2 separate regions of the Zea mays genome follow, and region 1 is linked to region 2. A link is a contact called in public Hi-C data. All regions are on one chromosome and are shown on one strand. The core of a region is the stretch at or near the end of the contact, and the rest is flanking DNA. Distances in the headings are between cores, read along the strand shown.

Region 1 (2,783 bases), core at 237-2,736, 270 kb before region 2:
ACCACATCTTTGGCATCAGCAGAACTGGAAAGAATGCTGGAAGCATAACTCTCCAACATACCTAATTCAAAATCAGTTCTTCGATCGATAAGAATGGCTTGAATGGAAGGATCATCAGGACGGACAGACTTGAGTGATTCCATGGAGGGTATGTGGTTCTCTTCCTGTACATCAGTGCATAGTGACCATACAAAGGGGTCCATCCCATGAATCAAGTAAAATCCATCTGGTATTGTGCTGTTGTATGATAGCGAACCATTTACCTAAAAAGGCATTAGGAACCAAGCATGAAAGCGAAATACAGGACGGCTACAAACAACACAAATACAACAATAAGATTTGTCTCAATAGGTAGTACATAGAATTCCAATTGCACATATATAAATGTATCTTTGGTGGTGTTTGATACACTGACATACTGTATGATTTCATTTTACACGAGTCCAGCTGCAATCCAAACATAAGATGTGGTAAGCATGAACTGCAGTATGATCTACCAAGTCAAGTAACTGAACCTAAGGCTTTTGTTTGCAGGTTAATTAATGGTTTGTTCAGCACAGTTTGTGACCAACTGACCATGTTGCAGCATTCTGAAATTTGGATTTCTCATAAAGAGAGAAACACAAAGGAAGGGAAGGTATGCTGAGAGTACCCAGAAGCGATGCGAGAGCGACTCCGCAGAGGGCGCGGGCTGCGCGAGCGGGAAGGCTCTCCCGTTACCGCTGCCCCTCCCGCTTCCTGAATCGCCTGGGTCGAGGAAGCCCGGGTCGGCAGCGCACGCAGCATCGGCGCAGAGGCGGAGCGCGAGCGCGAGCTGCAGCTGGTAGGTCTCCTCGGCCTGCTGCGCCCAGCTCTTGCAGGGCGAGCCAGCCGCCCCGGGAGGCGCCGCTGCCGATCCGGGCGGCGCGACCCCCGCGGCCGAGGCGGGGGGTTGTAAGTGGAATGGGTAGTCGCTGGAGGTGGAGATAGAGCTGCCGGCGCCGTAGCTGCTGCCGCTGGACTGGCGCTGCAGGATGTTGGCGGGGGCGGGAGCAGGTGCGGCGGCGTCGTCGGGGAACTGTGGGAGGAGGGAGTAGGTGGTGCGACGGCCGGCGCCCGGGGGCAGGTCCATGGCCGGGCAGGCCGGCGAAACCAAACCCTAGCGTCGGCGTGGCTCGTCGTCCGGGTCCGCTCCCCTGAAAGAGCAGGCGGTTAGTTTTTGGTGGCAATTGGCGGGTGGGCGGGGCTTAGACCAAGTCGCCGTCGACGTCTCGTCGGTAGTAGGGTGAGGGTAGCAGTAGCAACTTGCAAGGAGGCAGCCGCTTGTCTAGCGCGACTGCGCGAGGAAAGAGAGCCGCTGTGCGAATGCTCGCTAGTCGCTACGCTGCTTCGAGCGGTGGGCGTGTCCGCGTGGGCCGTGGAGGCGACAACGCGCGTGGCTGCGGATAGGAGCAGTGGCCACACAGAGTGACAAACAGCAGCCGAGAAAACGAACCAGACCGCCCGCCGCCAGAGACGGCCTGCATGGGCATGGCTATTTACAGAGTTAAGGTCAGCGCAGTCATGGCCGAAAACGAGCCTGCTCGGTCAGCTCGGCATTGTATGAGGCTATGAGCTAAGAATAAGGTTCGGGAGCCGTAACCGATAAATATTATTATATTATAAATATTTAAAAATATATAAATATGGAATATACAATCATCATTCAATATTATAATTAATCTAAATTATAAAATTACATAAATCCATCATCAAAAGCTAAGAAACAATCATACTATTATAGAAGTATTCAATATCCATTACTATTTTGTAGATTAATTAATTTAGTATAACTCGCGAGCCCACCTCGGAGCATCAACTTCTGCGTACCAGGACGCTCCCAGTTCCAAGGGGCAGGGCGACCTGACAATGACAATGGCGAACAAGGCTAGACATGCCAACATCCCAACAGAAACTAACCTTTGAATTAATGACAATGCTATTCTAGATTATCCTATTGTTGGTACCTCGGAGCATCAACTTCTGTGTACCAAGACAAAAGGCAGCATGTGTGTTGGATCAAAATATTAGCGCAAGGAAAAAATCAAATGTAGTTGATTAAAGGATAAAACTGATAATCAGATGATCGGGAATAGCATTGTCATTAATTCAGAGGTCAGTTTTTGTTGGACTGTTGACATGTCTATCCATGTTCGTCATTGTCATTGTCCGATCGCCCTGGCCCCTGGTACTGGGAGCAGCCTGGGATCCAAGATCCATCCATCCCCGTGTATATTCAAAAAACACAAAAAGAGTTGTATGATAGTTGAATATGCATGTATATTCAATTGCATGCATTATACACGATATATGTGAATGGTAGAGCGTCCGATAGGGCAATGTATTTTTCTAGTAGGTTAAAATATGTGCATTTATGTGCCTATGGGTATACCCGCGGGTAGCGAGTATTGGTAGGATATTGTACCCATCGCGGGTAGTGTGTGCATGTACATATTTGGTATTAACCTCGCAGTTACGAGTTTGTAAACCCTACACCCACGAGTTTCGTTGTCATCCCTAGCCTTGGCTAGACATTTCGAGCTCAACCGGGCAACCAGAGTGACGATGCCTCCCCACCAATCATGATTAGTCTAACGGGTGGGCATCATGTGGTCGGTACCGATTGTGTCGACCTCTTGGTCCGTTTATTCGTTCGATGGGTTTATTGATTGGTTGGTCTAATTGATACCAACCATATTGAAGTTGATGTTGCTCAGTATTGACCGATCAACACTGACTAGTGTGTAGGACGATCTAGTTGGTAC
Region 2 (2,700 bases), core at 173-2,672:
GAGTGAAATATGTAAGGGTGGTCGCATGTCAGTGTCCAGCTCCACAAATTCTCCATGGCGATATCGCCAAAGTTTCAAATGCGCTTGGAGACCTCTTTTAAGAAAGAGTGACATCTTTTGTCCCTCTATTATTATGTATTCAAAGAAGAGAGAGAGAGAAAAAAGAGGAGGAGCTTTTGGTCCTGCAAAGACTACAGTGGGGATGCTCCATTACTATGTATTCGAAAAGGAAAAAGAAGAAGACTCTTTTGGCCCCGCGGAAAGTGCTGCGTGTATGTGCAATGCGGACATAAAAAAGTGACAAAGATGGCTACCGGACACTGAAAATGGTTTGGATTTGCTGGTGAACGCGGAAAACAGTGAGATGATTTATTCAAGGACATTTTATTTCTTATCAAATTCGCTGGTAGGGTAGACACCACGCCACGCCAAATAAAATATTCATTTCTAGCTTTGAAGCAAAGAGAGGAACAATGAAATAGGAGTATCAGTTTTGCCCGTCTCTGCCTTCATCCCACGTGGACCTCACGGTACTGCCAGTGGACCTGCCTGGCTTCGCGTTCCGGTATGGCGGTATGCGATGCGAGAAGGCAAGTTTGGTGCGCACGCTGGGCGCGTGCGTCATTTTCAACCTGGTAGACAACTTTACAAATATGATCCTATGCAGATAATTGAGGTCCGGATTGAGGCCAAGAACGATTCCAGCTAATCAATATTAGTACAAATAAGCTTATAACTATTCTAGCTGAAGGCTAGCTGAAACAGTTCTAATTAAACCGTTCCACATTAAACGAACATGCCCTAAGTAATTCAGTGGGAAAGGAGCGGTGAAGAACTTTTGCAACCCATCTCGAATGCTCCGTTAGCAATTTCCGAGTGGCAGCAGAGGTGAGAATCCACACAAACCAGAACTGGTCCAAGTGTCCAAGGGTCATCATCAAAGTAAAAAAAATCAAATAAGGAAGCGCGAAGGAACCAAGCGTCGAGCCGTCGACCTAGCACAATCTGAATCTGAAGGAGTGTTGCGTAGTAGCGAGAAAAGAGAGAGGAGAGGGGTGCGCACCGATGCCGGGATCCGTGTCAATGATGATCTTCATCTCCTCCCGCTCGTCGCTGCGGTGGTGGATCGGCCTCCGTCTCAGACTCTGATCGACCGTCTCCTTCCTCCCTCCCTCCTGTCGCGTCGATCCGTTGAGGCAGGCAGCAGGCGGACTGGACTAACTAGGTAATAGGGGAACGGAGTTGGTGGAGACGGCAATGATTGGCTGAACGGGTTGCGATTGCTAGGGAGGAGGAAACGTACGGATCGGAGAGGAGGAGGATGCGGCGGCCTCACTCGGTGCCGTGTCTCTCCCTGCTCGCTCGGCTCGATCAACAGGTAGGCAAAGGCAAGGCAAGGCATGTGGCCAACTGGCCAAGCACAGCTGCACACGAGGTGTGATATATACGACTGGGCATTGGGGTGTATCCGAAATTTCGGATCGAGTTGTTCGGGTTTTAAATAATTCGGATATTCAATAGGTAACCCCAAAATTGATCTGATTTTTTTCGGGTACCCGAAAATTCGGGTAAAAAATGGATTCGGGTTTGGATAATTTACAGTTACCTGATTTACAGGCAACAAGTAAACTGTAAACTGCATTACAGCCATCAAGGTTACAAGGACAATATGCAAACTGCAAACAACATGTTCACAAACATCTACAAGGCTATAAACAGCATTACAGGTTACAGGCTTACATGCTTATAGCCATCAAGGCAGCTAGATTAGGACAGATTCACAAACATGTTCACAAATTCTTGGGCTTTTTGTGATCTTGTAAGTTGCAGCCTCCAATCCTCTATAAACCATACACCATAGCATTCAATACATGTGGTTTGGTTGCAGCAACATAGGAACAGGATAGGATATCCTTAAGTAACACACACTCAAACAGTAAGCAACACAACATCTGCAAATTCTGCATGAACAAAGGATACCTGTGAGGCTGTGACTACACAAAGAACTTAAGGATAAAGTAAAACATAAGTGCTTTCAAACCTTAAGTAGCAGGTCTTTCATCAGATTTAGAGGAAGGGCATCTACTGCTGCTTGGTGTAGCTTGAGACTTGGAAGTGGTAGGATTTTCTTTCCCTTTCCCACCAAATTCTTCAATTAAATCTATTATAAAATGAATTCAACTAGTCAAATATGTAGTTAATATAACAATTACATGGATTACACTACAATGGTGAATATTGACTATATCTGCTTCAATCATGGCTAATTCCTCTATATTCTCTTGGATGTTGATTGGAGTAGTCCTTCTCAACCCGTCTTGGGTACATACAAGTGCCTCCAGCATGAAAGGAGTTAGCGATGTACCAAAGTCATCTAAGATATGTCCACTCGTGCTAAAAGCGGACTCCGCAGCCACTGTTGAGATAGGAATAGCAAGCACATCACGGGATCTTGGTGAAATGGTTCCACACATCTGATCTTGGTGCCATCTTCTTCCTTTCATGTTGTGCACAATCTTTGTCAAGGTCAACCACCTCTTGGTCAGTAGCCCCTTGTGATTGTGATGGTTGTGTTTGTGTCCCATCATTTTCTAGAGTGCCAGTGCCCACTGATTCCATACCCTTGTCCAATATGTCTTCAGGTTCAGGCATCTATTAAAAAGGAGGACACACAGTAAGTCAATAAGGAAGATGAATACA

What was found. A called contact is a pair of places that touch in the nucleus more often than the background predicts.
Region 1: a contact with region 2 is called in a Hi-C map of endosperm, with 3 times the contacts expected there. The contact joins the promoter of LOC100278572 here to the promoter of LOC100282231 in region 2. A contact is called at or near these places in 2 of 25 Hi-C or Micro-C datasets (endosperm and tassel).

The regions. Positions count from the first base shown.
Region 1 is chr2:170,129,431-170,132,213 of Zm-B73-REFERENCE-NAM-5.0, reverse strand. LOC100278572 (serine/threonine-protein kinase CTR1) reads right to left here and starts at 1,486. Exons shown (of 17, transcript XM_034059670.2): 1 at 653-1,486; 2 at 1-263. The coding sequence starts at 1,111.
Region 2 is chr2:169,854,957-169,857,656 of Zm-B73-REFERENCE-NAM-5.0, reverse strand. LOC100282231 reads right to left here and starts at 1,422. Exons shown (of 9, transcript NM_001412096.1): 1 at 1,064-1,422. The coding sequence starts at 1,097.